2 separate regions of the Mus musculus genome follow, and region 1 is linked to region 2. Evidence: chromatin contacts called from public Hi-C data. All regions are on one chromosome and are shown on one strand. Each heading gives the region's core, a stretch centred on a gene start, on an enhancer-like site or on the middle of the called end of the contact. The rest is flanking DNA. Distances are from core to core; before and after follow the strand shown. Region 1 overlaps Gm43699 (a long non-coding RNA gene). Region 2 has its middle 50 kb from the start of Gm43700.

Region 1 (2,700 bases), core at 169-2,668, 270 kb before region 2:
ACCCTTGAAGATCATCAGATAGGTACCGCTATTGCATAAGTCTGCCAGAAGATGGGGCCACGTGTACTTGTCTAAAGTCCTTTGCAAACTCCAGAGGTTGGCAGGGAAAAAGGACATATTTATACCACAGGATGCATTTAGGGTAGATTTGTGTTTGTTTGTTTGGTTGGTTAGTTGGTTGGTTTGTTTTGATTTTTTTACAGTCTCTCATCCTTTCCTTCCTTTCTTCCTCCCCATCTCCTTTCTTTTCTTTCTTCCAATCATTGTACATTCTTGGGAAACGATCAGAGAACCCCCACTTTTCTTGTATTTTTAAGTATATGTATGTAATAACAACCTCTCTAGTTTGACTTTGAAAATGAATAAAGCAAAAGCCATGCACGGCCCTTCCACTAGGCTGTCATTTCTTTCAGGTTTTTAACCCATAAAAAAATAGAAGTTGAATGACATCTACCATACACATTTGGTAGAGCCTTATTTTAAGCCATGGAGAGCCTCAGAATAAAGGTAAAACACCAGCCAACAAAGAGGTATTATCTATCTGCAGGGACTGGCCTGAGAGATTTCATTATCACACCACTCCCACATCAGGGAGGTAAAACAACAAAAGGCAGGAAGCAGGGGCCATTTGTGAATGGGCAGAGGAGGCGTTGAAAGGATGAGCTAGAAGCAGGGGGAATAAGAAGGAACAGGAAAATGGTATGTCTTATTTTCTCCAGCTTTGTAATTTACTGTATTCAACTTTTGAAACACGCTATTAAGTATCTGTTTTCTTCCTTTATTAAAGGACTAATTTCCCCCTCTTACTCAACTTCTCTGCTTTAGTCTAAAGAAAAAATTGATTGCAATAAAATACAACGATCATTTCCATGACAATATCAAGAGTTTCGAAATCAAGCTCACAACTTCTGAGCGCAATTATGTCACAGCTCCTGGAAAATTGGCCTCACAGAACAGATTGTGCTAAATCCTAAGCTTGTTCCTAATCAGGGCCCAGCATACAGAGCGCCTTTGTCAGCCGAGGGGTGATTGTGATGAGCCCTGTTGAGGCTTGGACCATCTTCTCTCAGACATCTTGGCAGTCCTGAATACCAGGAATTTACAGATTTTTGTAGCACAATTTAGTATCTGGTTTAGGTTCAAAAGCAAATGGTTTGACCATGACTAATCTTGCTTATTTTAGAACCATTGTCTGGAGAGATTCTGAGATACCTTCTCTTGTGGAAATTGTCACCTAGTTCACATACATGCACACACCAGACACATACGTACGCATACACACACACACACACACTTTAAAATACTCTGGTATTTTTCAGTACCCATGAAGTTAGAATTTGTGCAGTTGTGTATAGGACATCTCCTGGCTAGAGACACTTGTCTTGTGTCTTAGGATGTGGGCTGCCTGAAAGAAGGCTTTTTTGGGCTCAATTCAATGCCAAGTTCTGAGTCATGCTATGGTCTGTTGGTTAGAGAAGTAGGGTTGCCAAGGATGCTAAAGCCCAGGATGGTTAGCTTTAGTAAGGTTTCCATAAAGCCCACCTTTCAGCCAGCTAACTGACAGCATAGCCACAGTGATAAGAGCAGCTACTCAATCAGGGGTGTCTCAGATGATATCCTTGTTCAAGATTACAGATGAGGTGAAAGTCAGCTAGTTTGCTGTGCCACCTTCACCAAACAGTTATGAAAAAGACCACAATCACTTTCATTGTCTTCTTTCTATCAAAGGGTACAGAAATGGAAATTGTTCCAGATACTAACCATTGTCCTTTGAGAATGCAGGGCACAGTGTTGTCTGGGTTATAAATAAACTCATCCCACATTTAGGTTTCATTCAGGACATCCCAATTGTGTGTCATTAGTACCTGTAGCTAGCACAGTGCCAAGCACAAGGCAAAAACACTTAATACGAGTGAATCATTATTACCCTTCATCGCTTGCAACAGATTAAAATGTGGAAAAGCTCCAGGACACAATGGAATCAATCAGCTCCAGTAATTTTCATGTGTTTTAAAGTCATGAATAACAATGTACAGAAACAAAAGTGTGACCAGAAGCCCAAACTTGTAGAATAGACTCAAGAGAGATGTTTCTGAATAAGATAACAGGACCTAGAAGGTAAAGCATCTTTGCCTTCGAGGTCTTTGCCCCCTTTCCTTTGCCCTGGAATGCTGCTGAGAAAGTTTCTAGAAACTTAAGAATTCCAACCTTGATGTTCTGATAGTCAGTCACTTTAAACCTAGCCTAGACCTTGAATCAACAGGTTCCGAGAAAGAAAAAGATTCATACAGGAAGGAAGAAGAGGCCGTCATCTGTTCTATTTTGTGGTAACGACACTGAGGTGTACATGATCATGATGCCTGTTTGGAGGCAGTGTAAGCCCCTCAGAATGTACTAAGCTGGTGGCAGAGACAGATATCTTCATAGGAATAATGACTAAGGCGTTCTTGGCATAGCCCCAGATTGTGGTCTAGACAGTCTTACAGGGCTCAGAAAGTGCTAATAATCTGGACAGGTCTGTGGGGCAGGCTCCAGGGAGCGAGCTTATTATCCTCTTGAAGAAAGGGTAGGCCATCCCTGAGCTTGAGGGAGATGTGGGAAATAATGACCATTCACTCAGAGGGATCTCTGAGGGAAAAGGTGTAGAACAAAGAATCTGTAGAAAGATAAGAAAACTGACTTCTCTACCAATTGGTCAGG
Region 2 (2,700 bases), core at 170-2,669:
TGCACTTGCACTTTGAGACATCTAGGGATGCCTGGATTTCAGTGAACAGAGGGTGTGTTGAGACTTGATTCTGCCTCCTGGTCAAGTCATGAAAGCATTATATGACTCAGTTCCTCAGTCTATACAATAGGAATCTGAGCATCTACTTTATGCTTTTGTGGTAAGGTACAGTAAAGAACTGTACGTGGAATCGATTTGTAGTTCCTGCTGGCTCTGCTGGAACTGGTCCATGTGAGCTGAAGAGGGGGAGGGATTTTGTAGGAGAGTGTTGGTAGTTAGTGGTGGCTAGTAGTTGTGGTTGGCTCTGCGGACCTGTTACATTAGGGGAAAGTAAGGGCTGGAGAGTGGAACTATTATGTCTGAAGTACCACGGAGGGCCTACAGCCTAATCTGTACAGTGGTGCTTTCTGCATTTGCCTGCTTTCCCTTTTCTGTCTCTTCCAAACACTGCAGGAGCTTAGTGAACAAACAAAGAAACCACTCTGCTCCTTTCTTGTGTTCCCAAAGCTGCCTTATTGAGTCATTGGCTTAATCCTCAGTTCAGGGACAATATTGACCAGCAATGTCCCCATACTTGGGCAGACCATGTACTTAACACCACTGCAAATCCCCTACTGTGACTTCACCTTGCAAGGGAAACCAGCTTTTACTAATCTGGCAAACATGGAAGTGGTAAGGGAAGCAAATCCTGACCAAACTCTACAGATCTGAATGTATAGTGTCGCACTTGAAAAAACTGAACCTTCACCAAAAACTTGACGGCCTGTTTGTTGTTTTGGGTGGGACCTTGGTCACATTCCTTCTCCCCTCCCCACGCCACCCCAAGCATTATGCTCTCATTTGTAAAATGGAGAAATCACCAAGCTTACCTTAAAAGGGTGTGGTGAGGATTATTAATTCTTTATAAAGTGCTTGGAGCAGAGTCTGGCATACAGGACAAGCTTAATAAATGTCAGCCTTAAACAAGACGAAACAAAACACGCTGTGGTTCTATCTGCTTTTAAAGTTTATATTCTACCCACTGATCCCTGCTGCCTTGCTAAGGCCCAGGGAATTGAATTTATACTTGGAAATGCCAGTCAGGAGAGATCGTAAGGCATCTGAAAGCATGGCCTAGTTAAAAAGCACACTCACTCACATACACACACACACACACACACACTCACACACACTGCTACTTTTAATAGCTGGTAAGAGCCAGGGAAAATCCAATTACAGATGAATCAATCGATTAAAAAGAAAGGGGAGAGAATAAAGGGAGGAATGCTGGAGAGACACAGAGCCAAATTACAGCCAGATAATAGAATTAAGAGTCTGTAGAACAAACTGGGAGAAACAAAGGGCTAGGGGCTGTGGCTCATTCACGGCTCTGGAAGTGAGTGGATCGGAAAGAGTCGGAACCCTAGTTGGCAGATGATATTTTCCAGCGAAATGAACTGCCACGTGCAGCCTCTAAAAGGAGAAAATTGTTTTTGGGTTAAATAGATGCTCCTGGGGAGGGATAAAAGTAAAAGACCCACACTCTGCTTTGCAAAGGTGTAGCCTTGCTTCCTAATTGCCTATTCCCTAAGAAATCATGTTTTGGCTCTCAAAACAACAAAGCTCAACCAAACAGAACAGAAAACTATGTCACTCTTAAGGAAGAGTTTCTCTCTTGTATGCAAACATCAAAGACAAACCCATGCACTTTTAATTTTCTGTTTTATTTTGGGGGGAGGGGGTGCTAAGAGGAAGGTGGGGTTGTTAATCCAGTGACAACCTCTACAGCTGTGTATATTATCAGTAGGTTCTAGAATAACATCCGTTTCTATGTATTTATGGAAAGGCGTCCTTAACTAGGCCACATAAGGAGCCAGCGCATCTATAAATAAGTAAGGCTGTGCAACGAGGAAGGCTGTCTCTCTCCCAGCCTTTCTATGCAGCTGTTATCTTTGTGCCTGGTTTCCCCTGCTCCATTGTCAAGGCCCCCTGCACTGGAGGCTGGGTGGCATGTGTGATAAGGGTACACCTTCTTTCCGAAGGCATCTGGGGACAAGCTCCATTCTGGAGGCTATGCTGCTCCATGGCCTTGGTGGGCCTTGAGGCTTACGCTCCGACTAGGCCCTCACAGGTGACTCGCCTAGGGTCACCTCCTGGGAGACAGCTGCACCAGGCTGAGCTTAGACTGGCCTGGGCTGACAGATGGTAGTGTTGGGAAGTGAGTGGGGGTGGAACATAAGGATAACTAAATAACCCTGAATCTGTAAGATTAAACAGGCTAGGGCTGCAGATAATAATGGGAATGTTTTGCCAAGCTTGGGCTTTAGAAAGCTGCCTACAAACCCTTCTACCAGGCTACTCTCTGTGGACAGGCATGAAGGATCCCAAATTACACTTGTAAGTATTTTCCTGTGCATGCTGGTGGGAAACTAAATATAAGTTATAGAAAATAATAAAATGGAGAACAACATTAAAATGACTAACATAATACTAAAAGGTATTACTAAAAGTAAATCTTTTAGTTATTCAGGGCATGCCAAAGTCTCTCTTTGTATTGACAATCACTTTTGGATTTTTGTAGGCTCTTGTCTTGAAAAAAAAAAAAAGCCCTAAAAATAGGGTTCCTGAACTGACAACAGCAGTGTCCCGTTTATCAAATAAACCTCAGTGCCACAAACCATTGAAACAGGACCTGGCACTCGAGATGCCCTGGTAGCTGCA

Evidence for each region. Hi-C and Micro-C count contacts between places; a contact is called where the count stands out from the background.
Region 1: a Hi-C map of the N1E-115 cell line shows a contact between it and region 2, with 6 times the contacts expected there. The contact joins two enhancer-like sites. A contact is called at or near these places in 1 of 15 datasets of contacts at CTCF or cohesin (pro-B cells), 6 of 484 Hi-C or Micro-C datasets (the HL-1 cell line, the N1E-115 cell line, cardiomyocytes and 3 more) and 7 of 115 datasets of contacts at active chromatin or transcription factors (acute myeloid leukemia, astrocytes, embryonic stem cells and 4 more).

What each region holds. Positions count from the first base shown.
Region 1 is chr5:43,357,854-43,360,553 of GRCm38.p6, reverse strand. All of the region lies in intron 1 of Gm43699 (a long non-coding RNA gene), which reads right to left. Among named protein-coding and RNA genes, the nearest start is that of Gm43699, 4.9 kb to the right of the region's middle. Within about 2 kb of position 1,418, at least 34 of the 459 cell types and tissues checked have an H3K27ac peak or open chromatin away from gene starts, as enhancers often do. A contact at or near this core is called in the N1E-115 cell line, where this site is marked.
Region 2 is chr5:43,087,415-43,090,114 of GRCm38.p6, reverse strand. No RefSeq gene overlaps it. Among named protein-coding and RNA genes, the nearest start is that of Gm43700, 50 kb to the right of the region's middle. Within about 2 kb of position 1,419, at least 31 of the 459 cell types and tissues checked have an H3K27ac peak or open chromatin away from gene starts, as enhancers often do. A contact at or near this core is called in the N1E-115 cell line, where this site is marked.